2 separate regions of the Zea mays genome follow, and region 1 is linked to region 2. The links are chromatin contacts, called in public Hi-C maps. All regions are on one chromosome and are shown on one strand. Each heading gives the region's core, a stretch centred on a gene start, on an enhancer-like site or on the middle of the called end of the contact. The rest is flanking DNA. Distances are from core to core; before and after follow the strand shown.

Region 1 (7,007 bases), core at 1,576-4,075, 130 kb after region 2:
CGAGCGAAGACATCGTTTCCCCGGGAGCTGTGCACGTCTCCAGCAAATCCACAACAAAATGATCGGAAGCCCTCAACCCCAAATCCTCAGCTGCTGTACCTAATTTTCTTTTCCTAGCGGTCGCACCCGAAGCCTTGTGCCGTGAGGGGCCTTCATCGACCGTTGACATTGTATGTTTTCCCCGGCGGCCAACAACGTCTGCACAGTCCTCCCGGGTAACCACCATACGGCAAATGGTTTAACTCAAAAACACGGTTCAGCCTAACGTTTGAACCGCGAATATCCCAACTCCTTAAAGTTTCCGTCTTTAGCACATACTTCCTAACAATTTTCACGGCCTCGACCTCGATATCACGCACAAACGCGGCTGCGTCACGACCGCGAAGATCCACGGCGAAGATTGGACTTCGCACCATCTGGCCGCCCAGGGTAGGCATCCGGCGGGGGGGTCACTTCGCCTAATGTCCAACCATGTGCCAAGGGCCACACCCCGTAGGCAATGAATTCCTCCACCAGGTCACGCCCCGCTACCTAGGCGGGCCGCATATCGGAGGGCCCCTTCGTCTCTGTCTTCTTTCGCCACCTTGAATCGAGGAAACTCCACATTACAATGTGAGCACAGGATGGCAGGAGGCAGACTCGACAAGCCTTCGACATCCCCGGGGGCCACATAGAACCAAAAGTCCCACAGTTGCCCCACTTATTCCTAGCATAGAGGACTATCTCGACAACCTCAGCCAAGGTCTTCCCAGTCCTCGGGGTGAAGGTGCATGATCCAAATTGGGCTATCTTATTACCTATCTTTCTCTTCTGCCAGTGCAAGCAATAATTCTTGGCAAAAACCTCCACAGATGACTGTCCGCTGTAGGAGGAGACTGCCCAAACATACTTCGCAAGCGCCACCACTGCGTTCGGCGTCAACTAGTGGACTTGCACCTCAAACCTTCGCAACACCTCCACTACGAACCGATGCATCGTGAGGCAAAGACCGACAGTGAAAAAGGCCTAAAAACTATCAACTCGCCCTCCGGCTCGGGGACCTCTTTCGCACCTGGGGCCCACCCGACACCGTTACCAAAGTAACCCAGCCGCTGCATCTCCAGCACGCGGGCCGAGAAAATCCTTGAGGTGCCAAACTCCACGGTGTGGCCGGGCTGCAACTCAACCACTGCCAAGTCGCTCAAGGTCTCCTCGGACAACGGCGTGGCCGGCGACGCACTCGCAGCAGACGAGGAAGAAGACATTGCAACGTACCGTTAACGACGGCACACAGTTTGCTTGATACGGGCTAGATCTCCGGCGCAGAATGAGCAAGGAGGGCAAGCGAGCAACTGTAAAAGCTAGGGTTTCTGCAACGCAAACTCAAGCAGGTAGCGGTCTCGGTCGAGGTCGGGTTTTTATAGGCGCGGAGCGACGCCTCGAAAAACCCGCAGTCCAACAGTAACACGTCCATCAACGGTCACATTTCAAAAACCCCCACGGGACCACTTCGAGTGAGGGCAGCGTTTTCACCATCTCACGGTAGTCTTCGACACCAGCTGACTTGGTCGAACTGGCCCCTCGGAGGGCAAATGTTGGGGCGAAGGCGAACACGCCACCCTTCGCTCGACGACACCTACCTCGCAACCGCACAGACGAAGGCCGCTCCTGCAGGCCCCGCCGGACAGATCGCGGACACCGTCCATACGAAGGCCTGTTCGGCCCCCTTCGCTCCAATGGGTCTTCAATGGGGCTCTATGCACTCAACAACGGTAGGGGGCAGGGGCTCGAGCCCCGCTCACCCCACCGCTACATGTCCCTGTACAAGGGAGAATAACATGCCTACACTACACTTAACGATTATGGAAACTGATGCTTTATAACAGTAGAGATTTGCTGTCTCTATGAATTACAGCTGCAACAGTTTAAACAGTAGGCTTTAATCCGAAGCGATTATATAGTGGTATAGATATAGACGAGAGTTCTTCAAGCGGATTTTTTTACCATGTGGGTTAGAGAGTTGCACATGAAAATTCTTTTATTTTCAACTATTTTAATTGTGCGTGGTCGCAACATACTAACACTGTTTCCACCGTCCCTGGCAAATAGTTATTAGTAGTTATTAGTTCCAAACCTATGTTCAGACCCACATAGCCAACAAAACACATGTGTCTTTGTGTTTTATTTTTTATATTAAAAAATTAAATGAAAATCGTACCAACGTACATACATTTTACTAATATATATACTGTTGAAATATTATATAAAAAACGCGAGGGTTATCCCGCCCGGTCAATCAAACTATGGCTATAGCCTATTGATGTGTACACGTAGCAGGTGTACAACTGCTGTAACAGCACTGCAGTAGTCCTACTTTACTACAGTAGGAGAATAGGAGTAAAGCGAACAGGCTTTTTCACTCGTTCTTTTCTTTATCTATGGCAGGACAGTTCCACCTCCACCTCCAAGTGCTTCCTTGTTTTGGCGAAAAAAAGAGCAGAAGCACAGAAAATAGGGGGGAAATTAAGAAGCGTAGAAAACGGAAAATAACCCTTGAGCTGACATGTGGGTGTGGCTGGACGTAGTACAGTTGTACTTGTACGGTTGATCCTCGAGATGCGCTGTGCAGCCTGGGCTATCTTTTCTACTGCGCAGTGGGCCTCCACCATCCTTGGTCCACGCTTCCTCTCCGGCCCACCACGGGCTGCTGCTGCCTGCCTCTGCGTCTGCTAGTCTGCAACTGCAACCACAGCTCTGACCTCTCCTCTACGGCTCTACCAGACTCCAAAAGTCCCAAGTCCCAGCATCCCTCCCCCGTGGCGTTGGCGTGCCCCGTCCCCTCGTCCCCGTCTCGGTCTCAAAAGCCTCGCACACCAGTGCACCACCACCACGGGCCACGGCACCATCTCCAGACTCCCGAGGGGACCATCACCGCCGCCTGCCCTTCCTTCTCCCACCTGCACCGCCGCCTCCAATTCCCGCCCGCCCCACTGCCATTGTGCGCCCCCGGAATGGCGTCACGCGGAGGAGATCCGGTAAGCTCCGGCCTGATTTTCAACTCTCTCCTCCCACATCTTCTCCTGGGGCGGAGCATTTGAATCGAACCCCCCAAAATCGCCCTCCCTCGAACGGTAGCCCCCAATCCGTACAGATTGTGGCCGATAGATTGGTTGACTCACGTGCCCTGCGCTCGCTCGCTTTGGGGGTGCTAACCTAATCGGTGACCCTCCTGTACCTCGATTGGGGCCTCGTTCTCCTCAGCATTGACCTCAGCGGTTTCCTTTTAGACAATGCTGCTGGTTTGCTGGTTGTTTCCACCATTCACGAGCGTGTACCTGTGCCCGAGACGCCGAAGTGATGTTCCCCCACTTTTTGGTATGTTGTGCAGGTAAACCAACTCTAGCTGAAGTGACGAGTGGCAGCATTGTTCAACCGTGCGGCTTCTGCTTGGCTGGTAGGTGAATGCCGTTCGATTATAAATTGTTCCTGTATAGCGTTTCACCTGCCTGTATTCTTCTAGCGCCTATTGATAAAACTGTTATTTAGCTTGTTTGGTTGCGTCTGGATTAAAGTGGATTAGAGAGGATTCTATTCAATTTCGATTAGTGAGGGATTTAATCCCCCTCAATCCACTTCGATCCAGACGCAACCGAACACGGCCTAATGCGTGTCCATACCATGTGATCTTCTTGACAAGTTCAGTTATGAAGCCTTCATAAGGCAACCCATATGTTCCTGTGGTGCTTCCATATTTGAGTGAGTACAGTACACGATGCCTTTCCCTGAGTCTGCCCAATCTTTTTCAGTCCTCTTGATTCCCTTGTTGCGATGTTAGGGTGCGTTTGGTTGCCGGACAGTCAGGACAGAGACGTTCCTTGACGTCCTCTCTCATCCCTCCAATTTTCAGGAATAACTGGGGACAACATTGAGATAGTTCTGTCTCAACCCTTGACTCTGAACCAAACAACCTTATTTGAAAGATCGTCTCATCCCGTCCCGTCCTGTCATTGCAACCAAACACACTTAAGCAATATGGTAGGTCAGATCCTCATAGGAACATGTTGATGCAATTAAAACCAAACTTTTTTTACATCTAAACATAAATATTTAGAACTTGAGATCACAAACCTGTGTAATAACAAAAAACTATGATTTGGGTTGACTTGGAAGTTTTGGAAATTATATTTGCAAAATCTGGCATTTCTGGTAACTTAAAATATGCCTTGAAAATAAAAGTTACGCAACCTAGGGCCCAACTAGAGTCTATATTAGCTATGTAGCTACTCACTTGTTGCTTGGTGATTATATGAGCATTGTGAAGTGAGTAACTCAAGGCTGGTTGTAATTGCATACAAATATGCCATCTATGGGCTATGGCTGCTGCCCACACAAGCTAGTTGGACACCTGGGTACTCTGTTGTCACTCTAGGTGCTAGGTGCCAAAACGCTGCCGCCTAGGACACCTTTCCTGCCTAATAGAACACTGGTCGATCGATTAAGTCTTTCCATCGCTGAAGCAATAAGAGTTCCTTTCCCGAACGAACTCTCAAAAGCTTGTCTCCATTGTTTGCATGTTGTGCGAAAGTCTCCCAAGATTGGCAGTTGTGGTGTTGAGGATCCATAATCCCTGAAAGGCTGCCAAGGTGATGAGAATATCTAAACCCTAAAGGCAGTGCAAGAGTGGAAAAAATATGAGGGATCCATAATCCCTCATATTTTTTCCACTCTTCATTCTTTCCAACCTGTGATGTGCTATTTTTTTGCAGCACCTAATCCCTCAGTTCATTTTCCACTCTTCATTCTTTTTTAATCTGTGCTACTTTCATTTGAGCCATGTTATCGTAAATGTTCAAATGGACTAAACAATCACCTAGCGTCTATCAATTTATTCAAGCTAAAAGTCCATTTAAACGGACTAAACAGGATCAACAAGCCATTGTGTAGAGGTGTGTAAATGGGCTAAACGGCCGTGTAGGCGACAGTTTTGAGGCCAGCGTTTGAAATTGTAATCTGTTGAGCTGTTAGTTGCTTAGCTTTTAGGATCTCTTGAAACTTGGTAATGCTTTATGTTGCAAAATCTTGGAATTAATTTTTAAATAGCAATTATCGATTGTTATGGAAAATATCCAACAATGTGATTACTGAATTGAGGTATGAGCTAGTGAGAATTCACCCATGCCTAGTTTTGGTGATCCTATCATGTTTAGGGTAATGTGTGATGTTGTATAAATAGGAAGTCCTAGTCTATGCATATGTAGTTATGTCAGTGAAATTAAATATTACTTTATGAAATTCCTTTCAAGGCAATGATTCTATAACAGCAGAGCTGTTGGGTGAATTTATATAAACATTGTAGATGTGCCTCATAAGTTTCAAATTTGTAGAAACTAGAAACGAGATAGATGTACCTCATAAAGTGATGTATCATTGAAGATTTGAAGAGAATCTAGCTTCAGTTTTAAAACAGCGTCTAGGCAACATGTCATTTGTGTGGTATCCACCCAGTTTTGTCGCTCGGTCCGTGCCCTACAGTGTGACAATGGCCGCGAGTTCGACAACCACGTCTCCCGTTCTTTCTTTTTCACTCATGGCGTCCAGTTGCGTCTCTCGTGCCCCTACACCTCTGCCCAGAACGGTCGGGCCGAACGCACGATTCGCACCACCACCAATATGATTCGCTGCCTTCTCTTCCAGGCAACTCTCCCTGCCAGCTACTGGGCAGAGGCCCTGCACACCGCTACACACCTCCTCAACCGTCTTCTGTCGAAGGCGGTGAGCCACCCTACTCCCCACTTCGCCCTGTACGACACAACCCCCTCCTATGACCATCTTCGCATGTTCGGTTGTGCCTGCTATCTTAACACTTCTGCCACTACTCCTCATAAGCTATCTTCTCGCTCCACTCGCTGCCTCTTCCTTAGCTACTCCCCTGACCAAAAGGGGTATCATTGACTTGACCTCGTCTCCCACCGCATCATCATCTCACGTCACGTCGTCGTAGACGAAGATGTGTTTCCCCTTGCTGGCTCCTCCCCACCCACCGATCTGGACTCCCTCCTTGAGTCTGATCCGGTTCCCCCTCCAGCCCAGGCACCCTGCCTTGCGCCGTTGCTCGCACCATGTGCGGTCTCGACGCCTCCGCTCTCGCCTATTCCCGTGCCATGCGTGGCCGCGTCGACCCCACCTACGCCACACGTGGCCCCGTCGACCCTGCCTGCGCCACGCGACGCCCCGTCGATCCCGCCTGCGCCACACACAGCCCCATCGACCACACCTACGCCATTCGCGACCCCATCGACGAGCGCGAGCCGCTTTGCCGACCCCACCCACGTCTACCACCGCAGTGGGCGCGCCACTCCCTCGGCGCCCACTGACCTGGGCCCATCGACGAGCGCGGCTCGCTTCGCCGACTTCGCCGTCGTCTATCACCGCTACGAGCCGGCCATGCCCGTGGCTCCCGACGTCCCGGTGGCCCGCTCCGAGCCGCTTGTGTACCACCCGGTCGCCATCCATCGCGACCCCGGGCACGTCGACTCGATGGTGACTCAGTGCGCCGCCGTCGTTTTCTGCCCCGTCGACCGGCTGATCCTAGCAGCTGATACGACTACCACTCCTCTGGACGCGTACCCGGTACTCTTCTTCGTTCGCACTGCCCTCGCCGACCCACACTGGCGTCGCGCTATGGAGGAGTATGCGGCCCTGCTGGCCCACCACACCTGGGACCTGGTGTCATGTCTACCAGGCACCAACGTGGTCATCGACAAGTGGCTCTTTCACCACAAGCTAACCTCGGACAGCTCTCTCGACAGCTACAAGACCCGTTGGGTGCTTCGGGGCTTCACCCAACGCCCCGGAGTGGACTACGATGAGACCTTCAGCCTCGTCGTCAAGTTCGCCACCGTTCACGCTGTCCTCTTCCTCGCCCTCTCCCGGGATAGCGCGATCCATCAGCTCGACGTCAAGAATGCCTTCCTCCACGACACTCTGACGAAGACTGACGAAGATTGTCTACTGCAACCAGCCCACTG
Region 2 (7,479 bases), core at 3,008-5,507:
CTGTTCGTCAGCACGCAGCAGGCCCCTACCTGGCGCGCCAACTGTCGGCGTTTCGAGACCGGGGGGTCCCTAAGCCGACGAGTGAGTGTGCTGCGTGCCCCAGCCCAGATGGGTCGAGCGCGTGGGCGAGCGCGAAGGGGGGAGAGGCGAGGTGGCCGGAGACGGGCGTGAGAGAGGTGGAAGTCCCGCGGCCTTCGTGTTCGTCCCGCGCCCAGGTCGGGTGCGCTTGCAGTAGGGGGTTACAAGCGTCCACGCGGGTGAGGGAAGCGAGCGGCCCCAAGAGAGCGCCTGTCCCGTCCTCGGTCCCACGCGGCCAACCTTCTCTAAGAAGGCCCTGGTCCTCCCTTTTATAGTCGTAAGGAGAGGATCCAGGTGTACAATAAGGGGTGTAGCAGAGTGCTACGTGTCTAGCGGAGGGAGAGCTAACGCCCTAAGTACATGCCAATGTGGCAGCCGGAGAGATCTTGGCACCCTGCTGGCGTGATGTCGTGGCTGTCGGAGGAGCAACGGAACTTGGCGGAAAGACAGCTGTCGGAGCGGTCGAGCCCTTGCTGACGTCCACCTGCTTCCGTAAGAGAGCGGAGAGCCGCCGCCGTCATGGAGCTTGGGAGGCGCCATCATTGCCTATCTGGCGGAGCTGGTCAGATGGGACACCAGTCTTGTTCTCTGCGGCCCGAGTCGGCTCGGGGTAGAGTGGTGATGGCGCTCCCTGTTGACGTGGCGGGCCCGCGCCCGAGGCCGGGCGACGTGGGGGCTCCTCCGAAGCTGGGGTCGAATCTGTCTTCCGTTGCCGAGGCCGAGTCCGAGCCCCTGGGTCGGGCGAGGCGGAAGTCGTTCGGCAGAGGCCAGGGCGGAGTCCGAGCCCTAGGGTCGGGCGAGGCGGAGTTCGTCGTCTTCCGGGGCCGAGCCCGAGTCCGAGCCCTGGGGTCGGGCGGAGCGGAGTTCGCCGTCTTCCGGGTCTTAGCCTGAGTCCGAGCCCTGGGGTCGGGCGGAGCGGAGTTCGCCGTCTTCCGGGTCTTAGCCCGAGTCCGAGCCCTGGGGTCGGGCGGAGCGGAGTTCGCCGTCTTCCGGGTCTTAGCCCGAGTCCGAGCCCTGGGGTCGGGCGGAGCGGAGTTCGCCGTCTTCCGGGTCTTAGCCCGAGTCCGAGCCCTGGGGTCGAGCGGAGCGGAGTTCGCCGTCTTCCGGGTCTTAGCCCGAGTCCGAGCCCTGGGGTCGGGCGGAGCGGAGTTCTCTTTGGCGCCCCTGGCGAGGCCTGACTGCCTGTCAGACTCACTCTATCGAGTGGCACTGCAGTCGGAGTGGCGCAGGCGGCGCTGTCCTTCTGTCAGACCGGTCAGTGGAGCAGCGGAGTGACGGCGGTAACTTCGGCTCTGCCGGGGGGCGCGCGTCAGGATAGAGGTGTCAGGCCACCTTTGCGTTAAATGCCCCTGCAACTCGGTCAGTCGGTGCGGCGATTTAGTCAGGGTTGCTTCTTAGCGAAGCCAAGGCCTCGGGCGAGCCGGAGATGTGTCCGCCGTTAAAAGGGGGGCCTCGGGCGAGACGGAAGTCCCTCGAGGTCGGCTGCCCGAGTCCGAGGCTAGGCTCGGGTGAAGCGTGATCGAGTCACTCGTATGGACTGATCCCTGACTTAATCGCACCCATCAGGCCTCTGCAGCTTTATGCTGATGGGGGTTACCAGCTGAGAATTAGGCGTCTTGAGGGTACCCCTAATTATGGTCCCCGACACATAGCGACAAACATTTGTTGATGGAGTGAGTAGAACGAATGCAATTTCAACTTTGGTCTAGGTCAGGATATCTTAAGATGGACCAATTTTTATAAAAAAATATATATTATATATAATACTGAAATGGTAGTTTGCGTCTAATTAAATCTAGAATTACATTTTTCTAGTACAAAGGCTTACGTACGGTAGTGCTATTTTCTCATGAGCTCACTAGACTGCCTCAAACGGATCTGGCTTCTTCCTGCTTTGCGTAGAGTCGGAACCAGTGAAGCAAAAGTTAGGTCTGGTTCGTTTGTGTCGGATTATACTCGGAATCGTTCCACTTAATCCAAGTTTATATAAATTAGAGAAGCAATTCGGTTAGGAATCGTTCCGATCCACTAATCCGGTAGAAACGAACAAGACCTTAATAGTTTCGTGAGCTCTTAATTTATTTTAAGATAAGATATGGTAAAGATAAAGCTGAAATTGGAACCGGATCGGAGCCGACCAAAGCTCCACAGCAGTACTCTCGAAAGGACAAGGGACACAACAGTATGGCTTTCGCTTCATCACTTCACTAGTTCTAGTAGTTCCAGCGCTCGTGCCTGAAGTTTAAATGGGGGTGGTGGTGTCCTCTACAGCAGCAGTGCACACCTACCGTGAGAGAACTGAAGAAGATGTACTAGTGCTGGCTAACGCATCTATACGCACCAACGTCCCCCCGTTGTTTGAATAGGTATCGACATTATGATCCGCTCAAATGCGGCATCCTCCGCGTGCTTCGACGTCTTTGATTGCATTGAAAACTTTTGAGACCCATGCTCGGATCAAAAGGTTCTCAAAAGAATCTATAAAGAATGAATTCAAAAAAAGGGATTCGTATATATCATAGTGTTTAAACTCGCTCTTAGTTTGCTATTGTTTGGATTGGTTCTATATAGGACATAATGACTTAAAAAAGAAAAATTATGCTCAAACATTGAACCATCTGGCACTCCAAAATCTCGCGGATGGAACCGCTCTCTAGCATGCAGCCCCTCAATCCCAACTAGATTTGGAACCAAACACTAACTAGCTAAGTTTCTTTTCAAAGGCAAGGAAATCAGAGTATGCCCCATTTTAATCCTTGGAGATTAATTTAGGCAAAGATCAATTAAGCTAATATAATTTTATGCAAAATATATTTGTATACGATTATTAGCAATATATACGTTTTATAAGTTACAGAGTAAAAATATATTATGTTGATACATAAAATCATTTCCAACACTTCACCCCATGAAAAAACTACTTTACATGGGGTGAAGTCCAAAACACATTTCGCATATAAACATAGGAAATTATAGGAGCTAAAATTATTTCCAATACTTCACCCTATGAGTTTTGGGAAGTGGTGGAATATCAAATTTCAAGTCAAATAGACTACTCACTCCGTTCTTTTTTATTTGTCGCAGTTTAGTTTAAAAATGTATTAGAGTGTGACAAATATTCGAGAACGGAAGTAATATTTTATTAAGTAAATTATAATTTCTCAAAAATGAATAGATCTTTTCTACATGAAGGAAATTTTGCTCACTCAGTCGCTCTCTTGCTATGCTATCTCAAGTTTTTGTACTAATTTTTCCATTAACAGACGGATCAAAATATCTATTCCCGTGTTTTGGAATCCTATAATTTCTCACTAACTCATCCCATGATCCCATCTCATATTCTTGTGTTTTTCCTTTTTTCCCCTCTATTTTTGTACTCCTTTGTAACGTGTGAACACATTTCCTATGCGTGGAGTTGTAATAGCGTCACAGTCATAAAAGCGATGACAGTAGTAATGTAGTATGTCAATATGTTCTTCGTACATTTCCTATGTAGGGTTGCAAGAAAGTGAGAACGGATGTGTGAGAGAGGCCACAAATCATATTCATATACTACATCCGTTTTTAAATATTTGTTGACCGCTGGTTAATTTTTAAAATACAAAAATAGAGAGTATTTAGCAAGAATGCAAGACGCAGACCTGCACGTAGAGCAGCGGCGAGAAGAAGAGCTCCGGCCCGATCACCTTGTCGTAGGCCAGCGCCTTGCACAGCCCGCCGCGCTCCGCCTCCGCCTCCAGCCACTGCTCCACGGTGGCGCCGCAGGTGACCTCCACGATGCGCACGCCGCAGTCGTTGCACCGCACGTAGGGCCGCCCCACCGCCGCCGCGGCGGCCTCTTCGCCCTCGGCCGCTTGACGCCGCCGGAGCCGGCCGCTGACGGGGAAGTACATGTCCAGCCACGGGAACATGGGCTCTTTCAGCTCCCGGATGGTGAGCGGAGGCGCTGCGACGCCGGTCGGCGCGCGGAACACGTGCACCGCGCGTACGTAATGCAGCTTGTGGAGCAAGTCGGCGTCCGCGAGCTCGTAGTTCACCTCCTCCCCGGTCACCGAGCTCGGCACCACGGTCGAAAGCTGGTGGCCGTGCACGGCCATGCTGCTGCCGGTGCCGGCCACGCCGACGGCCGCCAGCGTGCTCCCTGAGTTGGCCTCCACAACCATGGCGCGCGCGAGCTGAGATCCAAGAACGTATGTTTGTGCAGCTGGCTGTGTGTGTGCCACTGCCGCGTGTATATACGTTTGAAACTTGCTGAGCTGGAGCTTAATAAAGGAAGTTGAGCGAGGGTGCAAACTAGTACTACCATGGAATGAAAGCATCGGTGTACTCAACTACTGATCCATTATTGAATGCAATTCAATACGGAGCCGATCCGGGAATTTTCGATAATTTTCTTCCCATCCAAGTACAAAAATGGCCCTTTGGCAGGCCCAAGTGCCTTCAGATCGACATGACTCTGGCTTCGGCTCGCTTCTCTGCTCCTATAAACCACACATTAATCACAAGCACATGTTTCGACATTGGTCCTTCATCGTCATTTTTACAAATAAAACTTCCACTCCCTCTCAAAGCAATCGTGGAACGCGCGCAAAGCACGTAGATCTGCTTCTCTCTTATATATCATCAAATAACTAGATAAGATAAATCTTACATCTTACATATACAACCAACTATGTAACCACCACGACATTTTCTCCTTGCTGTTACCGTCGTATATTAGCCGCCAACTTCCCAGACTCATGAGCGCTTCTTCCTCTTCGGTGTTGTCGTCGTATATTAACCCGTAACTTCTCATCTCTCTCCTAGCCTTCGACTCCCTAGCCACAAGCCGCCACACTCCACCCGTGGCGCTGTTTTTACCTTCCCTCGTCGGTGGTTGCTGACAAAAAAATATGAGATATTAAGATCAATATATTGTTCATTTTTATATAATCGTTATGCATTAATATTTATCGAATATTTCTGTGTCATCAAAAGTATCAGGTAGATAGTTTCTATGGGGTGTAGTATTGGGGGTCTTCTTCTCCGTCGAAGGTCCTCAAGACATAAACACCTTCGGCAAACTGCCACAAGAAGTCCGCCCTCCTTATTGTCGGCGTTTCGACCCCGGGGGGTCCCTGGACCGACGAGTAAATTTGTCGCTGCGTGTCCCAGCCCAGATTGGTTGGCGCGAGATGGAACACAAGAGGGAAAACGCGGCTCGTATTATCTCGCACCAGGGGGTGTGCTCGTAGTAGGGGTTACAAGCGTTCGCGAGAGAGAGAGAGTAAGCCTGTTCGTTAGCTCGTTCTCCCGCGCGACCTTCCCGCATGTAGGCCCTGGACCTCCCTTTTATAGATGCAAGGAGAGGGTCCAGATGTACAGTAGGGGTGTAGCTAGGCGCTAACGTGTCTGGCAGGGAAGTGCCTGAGCCCTGTGTACATGCCAACGTGGCTGACAGAGAAGTGCTTGAGCCCTGCGTAGGCGAAAACGTGGCCGTCAGAGAAGTGCTTGAGCCCTGTAGAAGCACAGCTGTCGGTGCTGCTGGGATCTTGCTGACGTCTCCCTGCTTCCGTAGGGGGCTGAGAACCACCGTTGTCATGGACGCACGCGGGGAGCCATCATTACTTGTTACCGGGGCGAGCCAGATGGGACGCCGGTCTTGTTCCCCCGTAGCCTGAGCTAGCTAGGGGTAGGGTAATGATGTATCCTCCACGGCGCGGTCGGTCCGAGCCCAAGGTCGGGCGAAGCGGAGACTTCTCCTGAGGCCGAGGCCGGGGTCGGGTGAGGACGCGATTCCTCCCGAGGCCGAGGTTGAGGCCGAGCCCTAGGGTCGGGCAAGGCGGAGACCACCTTCTGAGGCCGAGGTTGAGGCCGAGCCCTAGGGTCGGACGAGGCGGAGACCTCCTTCCGAGGCCGGGGCCTAAGGCCGGGCGAGGCGGAGCTTCCTGTTGCACCCGAGGCTGAACTTGGCTGTTGTCAGCCTCACCCTGGCGGGTGGCACAGCAGTCGGAGAGGGGCGAGCGACGCTGTTTTCCTGTTAGGTCGGTCAGCGAAAGGTCGAAGTGACCGACCTTGCCGACTGAGGCACGTGTGTCAGGATGTCAGGCGATCCTCGCATTGAATGCGCCTGCGATACGGTCGGTTGGAGAGGCGATTTGGCCAAGGTTGCTTCTTGACGAAGCCTGCTCGAGTTGAGCCTCGGGCGTGCCGAGGGTGCGCCCACTGCCTGAGGAGGCCCTTGGGCGAGACATAACTTCATCCGGGACTACAGTTCCCGCCCGAGGCTGGGCTCGGGCGAGGCGAGATCGCGTCCCTTGGGTAGACGAAGCCTTGACCTGAATCGTGCCCATCAGTCTCTGCAGCTTGTGTTGATGGGGGTTACCAGCCGTGTTTAGGAGTGTTGGCGGTACCCCTAATTACGGTACCCGACAGTAGCCCCCGAGCCTCGAAGGGAGTGTTGGTACTCGCTTGGAGGCTTTGCCGCATTTTTTGCGAGGGGACTGGCCTTTCTCAGTTATACTTTGTTCCTGTGGGTGGGTGCGCGCGAGCGCACCCGCTGGGTGTAGCCCCCGAGGCCTCGGAGCAGTGGTTTGACTCCTCTGAGGTCTTAACGCCTTTCGTGATGCCTTGGCCGGCCTGGTTGTTCCCTCATGCGACCTGATTGTAGCCCGGGTGCATGGTCAGGTTTCGAGTTTTTAGGCTGGTTTGTTGACGCTGTTAACGGTTTGGCCGTAGCCGGGTTACGAGAGCAGCCCCCGAGCCTCTGCACGGAGCGAGAGGACGATCAAGGACTGTCTCGACTTTTATTATACGCCCCTTCGTCGCCTTTCCGCAAGGAGGAAGGGGGGGAAAGCGCCATGTTGCCCTCGGAGGGCGCCGAACATGGTGTCTCCAGTGAGTTGCTAACGGGTGATCCGAGTGGACGCCCGTGCCCCATTCGATAAGGGTCGGCTAGTGGCCCAGAGGCGCGCTCCAAAAGTACCTGCAGGTGATTTGCCGGACCCGGGCCCGTTCGATTGGGTCCGAGGGCTTGATGCCTCCCTCTGATGGGATTCCGTTACAAAATCGCTCCTGCTGGTCTCGGAAATGTCCTAGGGTACCTCGGGATCGTAGCCCGAGCCTCGGCCATGTAACGGACGTACCCAGAGTCATCCCTCGCTCTGCGTGCTCTGGGCGGCTGTCGAACCCTTCCGAGGGGTCAGCCTTCGAACCCCTGATCAGTAGTGGGCGCGGAGCCCGAGTGCTCTGAGGCGGCTGTCGAACCCTTCCGAGGGGCTAGCCTTCGAACCCCTGATCAGTAATGAGCTTGAAGCCCGAGTGCTCTGGGGCGGCTGTCGAACCCTTTCGAGGAGCCAGTCTTCGAACCCCTGATCAGTAGGAGGGCTTGGAGCCCGCTTCCTTCGCGGAGAAGGATCCCTT

Evidence for each region. Hi-C and Micro-C count contacts between places; a contact is called where the count stands out from the background.
Region 1: a contact with region 2 is called in a Hi-C map of ear, with 2.7 times the contacts expected there. The contact joins the promoter of LOC100274676 here to the promoter of LOC100284954 in region 2. A contact is called at or near these places in 2 of 25 Hi-C or Micro-C datasets (ear and tassel).

Annotation. Positions count from the first base shown.
Region 1 is chr10:66,024,151-66,031,157 of Zm-B73-REFERENCE-NAM-5.0, forward strand. LOC100274676 reads left to right here and starts at 2,826. Exons shown (of 5, transcript NM_001148996.2): 1 at 2,826-3,014; 2 at 3,368-3,433.
Region 2 is chr10:65,891,713-65,899,191 of Zm-B73-REFERENCE-NAM-5.0, forward strand. It overlaps LOC100284954, which reads right to left and starts at 4,258. Exons shown (of 2, transcript NM_001372153.1): 1 at 3,720-4,258. The coding sequence starts at 4,241.